Regions from separate parts of the Macaca mulatta genome. Here region 1 is linked to region 2. The links are chromatin contacts, called in public Hi-C maps. All regions are on one chromosome and are shown on one strand. Each heading gives the region's core, a stretch centred on a gene start, on an enhancer-like site or on the middle of the called end of the contact. The rest is flanking DNA. Distances are from core to core; before and after follow the strand shown.

Region 1 (4,271 bases), core at 1-2,500, 410 kb before region 2:
AATTGTATAAAGCTAGCCATTTATCTATTTCACTTTCCCTAGGTCTGAGAACTGTATGAGGGGCTTACTGGGGGACAGAATGAGTAACACTCCCTGCTTCAAAGGGCTTTGGATTTAATAGACATGATGGCCAAAAAATGACAATTTCTCAGTGTCACTCTGATCACCCTGGAGATGAGGATCTCTAGTAGATGCTCTAATAGAGGAAGGAGAATAAATCCACTAAGCATTAGGGCTCCAAAGTTTTCAAGCAGACAATCCAAGTAATCAATTATTGAGGTTTCGCTGCCTTTGTGAGCAATTTGTGGGGGGGTTTGTTAGCAATTTTGACTCCCAAATTGGGCTCTTCCTCATTGAGGGGCCCTGACCTTTTGGGCAGGTGGAGAAAAACAGGAGGATGATGATAAGCCATTCAGCGACCAGGTAGGGGAGGAAAAGATTTGGAGACAGGATGATCTGAGTTTATTCCGAAAATTGTTTCTTAACATTTCAAAACCTCAGCTTCATCTGTAAAATGGAGAAGAAAAACTCTCTCACAGAGGTTACATAAAGATGAAGGCGTCAGCCTGCATACAGCACTGTGCGTGAGATACGATAAGGGAATTCCTGCGTGATGATTATTTTGGTGTTTTCATTGTAAAGGTGCGTGCGCATAAGACGGTGCCAAAAATACTGGCAATCACTAGGTGCCTCCAGGCCTGAGTGCACGCCCGGGCTGTCACGGGCGCAGGATCTGGCACACGTAAACCGGCTCCGGGTGGGTTTCCATATATAGACACCCGAACGCCGGGCGCCACCCGACACCAGGAATCTGCGACTGACGCTGGACCTGTCTCTACGCAGAGGGCACCTTCTTCCCCCACAAGCGGGCGGGCGCCCGGGCCTGTGGCCTGGCGCAGATTTTCCGCGGCGCCCCGCACCCTGCAGCTCGCGCCGCATCGCGCGCCCCGCCCGGCCCACCTCGCCAGCGCCCGCGCCTCGCACCGCGCCCGCACCACCCCTTGCACCGCGCCGTCCTCACCTGCAGCAGCAGTTTGACCCTCTCGATGGGGGCGACCGCGGTCTTGGAGACTGCAGCGGCGACACCACCGGCCAGGAAGTCCTTTAGGAAGCTCCAAGCGTGATCACCCATGGTGACAGCTCGACGCACTCAGCCCGCGGGCAGCCCGCTCGCGCTCTCGCCCACGCCCGGCCTGGCACCGCCGCGCAGTCCCCGACCCTGCGCGACGCGAAGGGGCCGCCGCCTCGCCCGCAGCCCCCCCTTATATCCGCGCCGGGCTCTCGCGAGAGGAGGCGGGTCGCGGCCGGCGCGCGCGCCGCGCATTGGCTGGCCATGTACGCGGCGCCCCCTCCTCCCGCTTCAGAGGGCATCGGGGGCGAAGGCGTTTCCGGGAGCGGGGCTGGGCCGGGGGCTGTCCCTGCAACTTGGGACATTTAAAGGGCACATTCATGTTATCTGTCCCGCCGAGCCCAAGGAACACCGTGTCACCGCGGCATGTGGGCCGCGTATTTATAGCACAAGCAGCCTTAGGCCGGGTTGAAGCCGGGGCAGACACCGGGCGGCTGCCTCCAGCGGAGCGTTCTTGACCCTCCAGCCTGCACGGGCCGCCCTCAGGCCCAGGGATTTCGAGCCGTTTCCTCCTTCTTGCATCTAAAGGCGCCCCCCACCAGAACTCACTGCCTGGATATGGGCTTCCTTAGAGCCGTGCGCTCCGGAGAGAATAAATGGCAATCCTCTCAGATACTGTGGTCACTCGATGCTGTGATTGCCTCATAGAATCTGACAAACTGCTGCCTCTCACTTCATTTCATTCAATCGTTCGTTCCATCATTCATTCTGCTGTTACATATTGATGTGTCTGGCACTCAGTGCCCACAGGAAAGGCCTGGTGCAGGGGGGACTAGGTGAATTCATACTTGTTTTGGCAAAACTCTGACTCTAAAACACAGGTCACTTCTTTTGTAAGCCCCTAAAGGGTTTAACGTACCACTCTGCTCTCAGCGGAATTTCAGCACATATCAGGGCAGAATGTTCTCAGTCAGCTGGTGCCTTCTTGAGGGTCAGTGCTGTCAGTCTTCCAGAGAAGATCCAGTCCTTAGCTGTATTTGCCTCTTTTTAATGGCAGCTGGGGTTGAGGAAATGCTATTTAATCCCAGGAAATTGATTGCAATTAATTTCTTAAAATATATAAATTTGAGCTTTTATTTTCCTTAGCTTGTTTTTTAGGCAGTTCATGTAACCATACAGCTTTTCAAATACAACTGTTCCTTCCCCTAGAATGACTGCAATTTGTTTTTAACTTTAAACTCTTTACTCAATGATCTTCCCATGTTTGCTAATTTTCATTTGTACCTTTAACGAAGTTTATTGTTTTTATAAGCTTTTTTCTTTATTATGTTTGCTGACATCATGTTAGAGGTTTATGGAGCTGCAGCTGTGTGTCACCTGGGCCTGGAGACTTTGGTATAGCAGAAGTCACTCCGGTTCCAGGGCCACAGAGGGCAAGCGTTTTTCTAAGAGTGGGGCAGGCTAGAGTTCCGCAATCCAGGTAAGCAGAATGAAAGCTAGGAACTAGTGCAAAGTTGCCTGAGGTCAGAGCAGACAGAAAGTCAAGACCTCGGAAGAGACAAACAGATAAACCATGTATGTGTTCATTCAACAGACTCTTGTTGAGCATTCACTGTGTCCCAAGAACCAAGTGTAGCCCTGCCGATTGAGTATAAGTAGACATGGCCCATCTCCAAAGACCTTAGAGTTCAGTGTATTCATCACTTGCTCCACTTTATCACAACTTCACTTACAGATTTCCATGGATCAGCATAATCCACACAGTAATCCTTTTTAATTATAATAGCTCACTGTATCCCATCCTGTAATATAGAGTTGCTTTTAAACCTCCATTTTCCTTTTAATTGTACATTAGAATTGTGTCTTATTTTTATTATGAAAAATAGGCCGGGTGTGGTGGCTCATGCCTGAAATCCCAGTATTTTGGGAGGCTGAGGCTGGCAGATTACCTAGGTCAGTAGTTCAAGAACAGCCTGGCCAACATGGCAAAACCCTATCTCTACTAAAAATACAAAAATTAGCCGGACGTGGTAGCTCATGCCTGGAATCCCAGCAGTTCAGGAGGCTGAGGCACGAGAATCGCTTGAACCTGAGAGGCAGAGGTCATAGTGATCTGAGATCACTCCACTGCACTTCAGCCTGGGCGACAGAGAAAGACTCTCACTCAAAAAAAAAAAAAGAAAAGAAAAGTAATGCTGTTATATTGAAACTTGCACAAACTTCATTTTCTCCTCTAAGTTTTTTCTTCTCATATATTTCCCAAATGGAATGGATAGATTAAGATTTTTAAAGTTTTGTAGCTTTTGCTACATGTTGACAAATTGCTCTTCAGATGGGCTTTCTCTCACACTCTCCTCCAACACGGGCTTTCAAAAAACAGAGTTATTTGTGAGTTATTTATGAGTTTGAATTTGTATTTAATTACTATGAAGCTGTATATATTCCATATGATTCAATTGAATCTGACAGTTTGACAAAGTTTCCCTTTTGTGTAAACTTTTTTTTTTTTTTTTTTTTTTTTTTTTTGACGCGGAGTCTTGCTCTGTGCCCCAGGCTGGAGTGCAGTGGCGCGATCTCAGCTCACTGCAAGCTCCGCTCCCCCGGGTTCACGCCATTCTCCTGCCTCAGCCTCCCGAGTAGCTGGGACTACAGGCGCCCGCCACCTCGCCCGGCTAATTTTCTTGTATTTTTAGTAGAGACGGGGTTTCACCGTGTTAGCCAGGATGGTCTCGATCTCCTGACCTCATGATCCGCCCGTCTCGGCCTCCCAAAGTGCTGGGATTACAGGCTTGAGCCACCGCGCCCGGCCTTGTGTAAACTTTTAATCTTCATTGACTACTGCTGGAGTGGAAGCAGAGTATTTATATTAACAACAATTCTTTATATATTTGGGGCACTAAATATGTGTTGAATGTTTTTCATTTTGTTGTTTTCCTTTTGGTATTTATTATATCGTTCTATTAGTGTTATGAACAGATTTATAGTATGATGATATACTTCATGTTCTGATGTAAATGTATCTCTTTTCTAGATATAGCAGTCTATTTACTCTAGTACATATATCAGTTTTTTTCTTCTACTTTGGGTAGCTATTTTTAAAATGTCTAACACCATGTTTTATATTGTATGGAGGTATAGGTCTAATTTCACTTTTCTCCATATCATGCGTGGGTATCCCAATACTAATTCTTAAGCAGATATT
Region 2 (4,055 bases), core at 152-2,651:
TTAAGAATGATACAATGGACTTTGAGGACTTAGGGGGAAGAGTGGGATGGGGGCAAGGGATAAAACACAACATATATGGTGCAGTGGGGTGATGGATGCACCAGGATCTTACAAATCACCACTAAAGAACTTACTCGGCCGGGCGCAGTGGCTCACGTCTGTAATCCCAGCACTTTGGGAGGCTGAGGCAGGTGGATCCTGAGGTCAGGAGATCAAGACCATCCTGTCTAACACGGTGAAACCCCATCTCTACTAAAAATACAAAAAAAAAAAAAAAATAGCTGGGCGTGGTGGCAGGCGCCTGTAGTCCCAGCTACTCGGGAGGCTGAGGCAGGAGAATGGCATGAACCCGGGAGGTGGAGCTTGCAGTGAGCCAAGACTGGGCCACTGCACTCCAGCCTGGGAGACAGAGCAAGGCTCCGTCTCAAAAAAAAAAAAAAAAAAAAAAAAAGAACTTACTTATGTAACTAAATAGCACCTGCACCCCAATAATTTATGGAAAAATAAAATAAAAAATAAAAGCAATAGCTTTAGTAAGAAAGGACATTTGCAGAATACCTACCAAATATCATATAAAGTTTAGAAACATGCAATAATCAATACATTATTTGGGGCTATATCAAGGTAGAAAACCACAGGAATGATACACATAAAATTAGAACAGTGGTTATTCTCTGGAGGAGGAGGGTGCCATTCAGAGGGGTACCCAAGAGTTATGTATAATAATGATTCATATCCCCATCCAGTGCTGGTTACACGGATGTTTGTTTTTATCCTTACATTACACATGTTATATTCTTTTATATGCATGAAACGTAATTTTTTATCATAGTAAAATATACACAACAAAATTTAGCATTTTAACCGTTTGTAAGTTTACAGTTCTGTGGCATCAAGTACGTTCATCTTGTGCATCCATCCACCACTATTTCCAAAACGTTTTCATCATCCCAAACTGCTGTTGGTATCATATCCAAGAAATCATACCACCAAGTCCAATGTTATGAAGCTTTTGCTCTGTTTTCTTTTAAGAGTTTTAATTTTAATTTTAGCCTTTATATATAGGTGTTTGATCCATTTTGCGTTAATTTTTATACGCGGTGTAAGGTAAGGGTTCAATTTCATTCTTCTGCATTACACATTTTTAAACAGAAACAAAATAAAAGAACAAAAGGATCCCTGACCATTTACAAATGAAGGTGCTGGGATAGAGGTAAAGTAACGTGCTAAGCTCAGACAGCTGATAAAGGCAGCAGGGGCTGCAAGCCAAATCCTGTGGGTCTGTCAAGACGACTGCGGCCTCAGCGGCACCAGCTGCGATAGCTGGTCTGCGCCCACCCACTTACCTGCCCACAGGCTCAAGGACACTAGCTCCTCCCCTTTCCCCACCCACAGGGGGCGGTCCCACGTGGCTCCGGGGCTTTCGGGCTCTGGAAAACTGGCGATGCGGGTGGGAGGAAAGCCCGGAAAACTTTGGCATGACATGGACCGTAGGTAACTGGTTGTGCGGCATGGACTTCAGTTCCGTTGCGGTGTGATAGCCAGGCCCAGTTTTCCCTCCCGCTCCAAGGCGGGGAGGAGCCCGGGGCCCGCTCAGGAAGTTCTGCGCACGCGCGCGTGCTCGGCCCGGATTGGCTGCTCGGAGCGGCGAGGGGCTTGGCGGGAGCTTCCAGTCGCTCGGGAGCGGAGGGCGGCATCATGGCTCCGCGGGGGAGGCGTCGGCGGTCGCGGCCTCACAGGCCTGAGGGGTAAGTACTGCCGACCCTCAGAACGCGAGGCCGGAGACCAGCTTGAACTGCTTCCTCGCCTGCCGCGGTTTGCGCCTCCCGGCGCTGTTCGTGCTCCACTGTGGAGCTCGCTCGAGTGGCCAGTCGCCCGGGTCCCGGCTTTCTCGTCAGACTAGTGGGGATAAGAGTGATTCCCACCCGCACGGGCCTAACCCTGCCTGGCGGGCGGGAAGACGTTAGCCAGTGTCGTGTCGTTTTGTAGGGGGCAGTAGTGCCGTCCAGAGTAGTGAGTGTCGAAGTGTTAGCTTGAAAGCAAAACATTCAGCAAATACTTATTGCCTACGATTTGGCAGACTTTAATGTGAGTGGAGTTTACTCTCCGGGAATCAGTTTTCTTATTTTGAAGACGCTGGTGTTTTCGGACTGCAAACCACAGACCGGAGCACAAGTGTGGCTGGGGGAGCGAGCTGCCGCCTGCCTTTCTTCAGGGTGGGTGGAGCGGTTGTTGTTCATCAAAGCCAGCGCGCGTTTGGTCGGTTGCAAGACGCGCTCTAGAATGCTGGTCGCTGATTGGTTGGCGAATGGCCATCCAAGGCCCGGCCTGGATCTGGCGGGAAGGGTCTCGGCTCGCTGCAGACCGTGCACAAAACCGTGCGCCAAGACGGTCTGAAGACAACAGGAGTTCCCCGGCGGGGAAGGCTGCCTGGAGAAGGTGGTGCTGGCAGCTGCGGGGTTAGGGTGGAAAGCTGGAGCAGGACACCGCAGGTAGGTGGGGAAACCGAGACCAGACTCCTGGGGCCAGTGGAGAAGAGGATTAGAAAAGAATGTCAGCCTTGAATATCAGCTGAAAAGAGTTTATCCGAAAGGCTAGTGGTTTTTGTTGTCTTTATTTTTATTTTTTTTAACATTTTTGGGTTTGAGACTCATGAAATCTGTTCAGGCCTCCTCCCAGAACACACTAATGCACATACAACAGAATTTTTTTTTTTTTTTTTGAGTCGGAATTTCACTCTAGCCCAGGCTGGAGTGCAGTGGCGCAACCTCCGCCTCCCAGGTTCAAGCGATTCTCCTGCCTCAGCCTCCACAGTAGCTGGGATTACAGGCGTGAGCCACCACGTCCAGCTCATTTGTGTATTTTTAGTAGAAATGGGGTTTCACCATGTTGGCCAGGATGGTCTCGATTTCCTGACCTCATGATCCGCCCGCCTTGACTTCTCAGAGCGCTGGGATTACAGGCGGGAGCCACCGCACCTGGCCCAGAAATTTTACCTGTGGGTTGTCACAGAGGTTTCTGTCTCTCAGAAGCCCCACCTTGACTGCAACCTAAGGCAAGGAGGAACCTTGACTTTTTTTCCCCCCCAAGAAAGGACAAGACAGCTCAAAGAGTTTAGATGATGAAGTTTATGTGGTCTAGTTTTTGTTGTGTTTCTGTTACTTGGCTTTGTGACCCTTGATAAGTCACTTAAATTTTAGGAACCCCGGAATCATCATCTATAAAATTGCCATAAAACCAGTACTTGTCCTACCTTCTTCCTTAGGTTTCATGAAGTAAATAAATCATGAACTTGTTAGAAATGCAGAGTCCCAGGCCATGCCCCAGAGGGACTGAATCATACACTCCTGGGGTGGTGCTGAGCAACCTGTTTCACAAGCCCTGCTGCGAATGTTGATGACACTCCAGTCTGGGAACCACTGCTCTGAACAGTTTTCTAACTTTTTTTTTTTAAACTGTGATTCACAGTAATGATGTTTTATATCACACTTAGTACACATGCGCACACATCCACACATAACAAAACAAAAGGCTTATGAACATAGTATATCCAGTGCAATGTTTCATTTTATATTTTCCTTTTTTTTGTTTTTTTTAAAATGCTGGCCTGGCAATCTTAAAAGGACATTATAGGACAATTGATGTGATTTGGGTATGGACTGTAGATTAGATTATGGTATCAGTGTTAAATTCCTTGATTTTAGAAATTGTACCATGAATATGCAGGATAATGCCCTCCTAGGAAAGACATATTATGGTATTTAGGGGTAGAGGTGCACAGTGTCTCCAGTCACACACGCACACACGCGCGCACGCACACAGCAAATGAGTAAAGGGCATACAGAAGGTCCTTGTACTGTTTGCAACTTTTCTGTGAGCTTGAAATGATATCAAATAAAAGGATACCAAAACATTGGTTTAGACTCACTAAGCTGATTTTGCTATCTACAAATGAGAAAAATATGGCTACAATCTGCATGGCGTATTTTAAAGTCAGGAATTATGTACTGTATTATTCCAGAGTATCCCCCCGTACCCTTGTATGATGCCTGGTT

What was found. A called contact is a pair of places that touch in the nucleus more often than the background predicts.
Region 1: a contact with region 2 is called in a Hi-C map of liver, with 2.3 times the contacts expected there. The contact joins the promoter of SLC25A4 here to the promoter of CENPU in region 2. A contact is called at or near these places in 3 of 14 Hi-C or Micro-C datasets (fetal cortex germinal zone, fetal cortical plate and liver).

What each region holds. Positions count from the first base shown.
Region 1 is chr5:193,577,105-193,581,375 of T2T-MMU8v2.0, reverse strand. It overlaps SLC25A4 (solute carrier family 25 member 4), which reads right to left and starts at 1,250. Exons shown (of 4, transcript NM_001258165.1): 1 at 1,022-1,250. The coding sequence starts at 1,132.
Region 2 is chr5:193,163,254-193,167,308 of T2T-MMU8v2.0, reverse strand. CENPU (centromere protein U) reads left to right here and starts at 1,401. Exons shown (of 13, transcript XM_015139596.3): 1 at 1,401-1,748. The coding sequence starts at 1,699. It overlaps LOC144340881 (a long non-coding RNA gene), which reads right to left and starts at 1,591. Exons shown (of 5, transcript XR_013417407.1): 1 at 1,347-1,591; 2 at 135-252.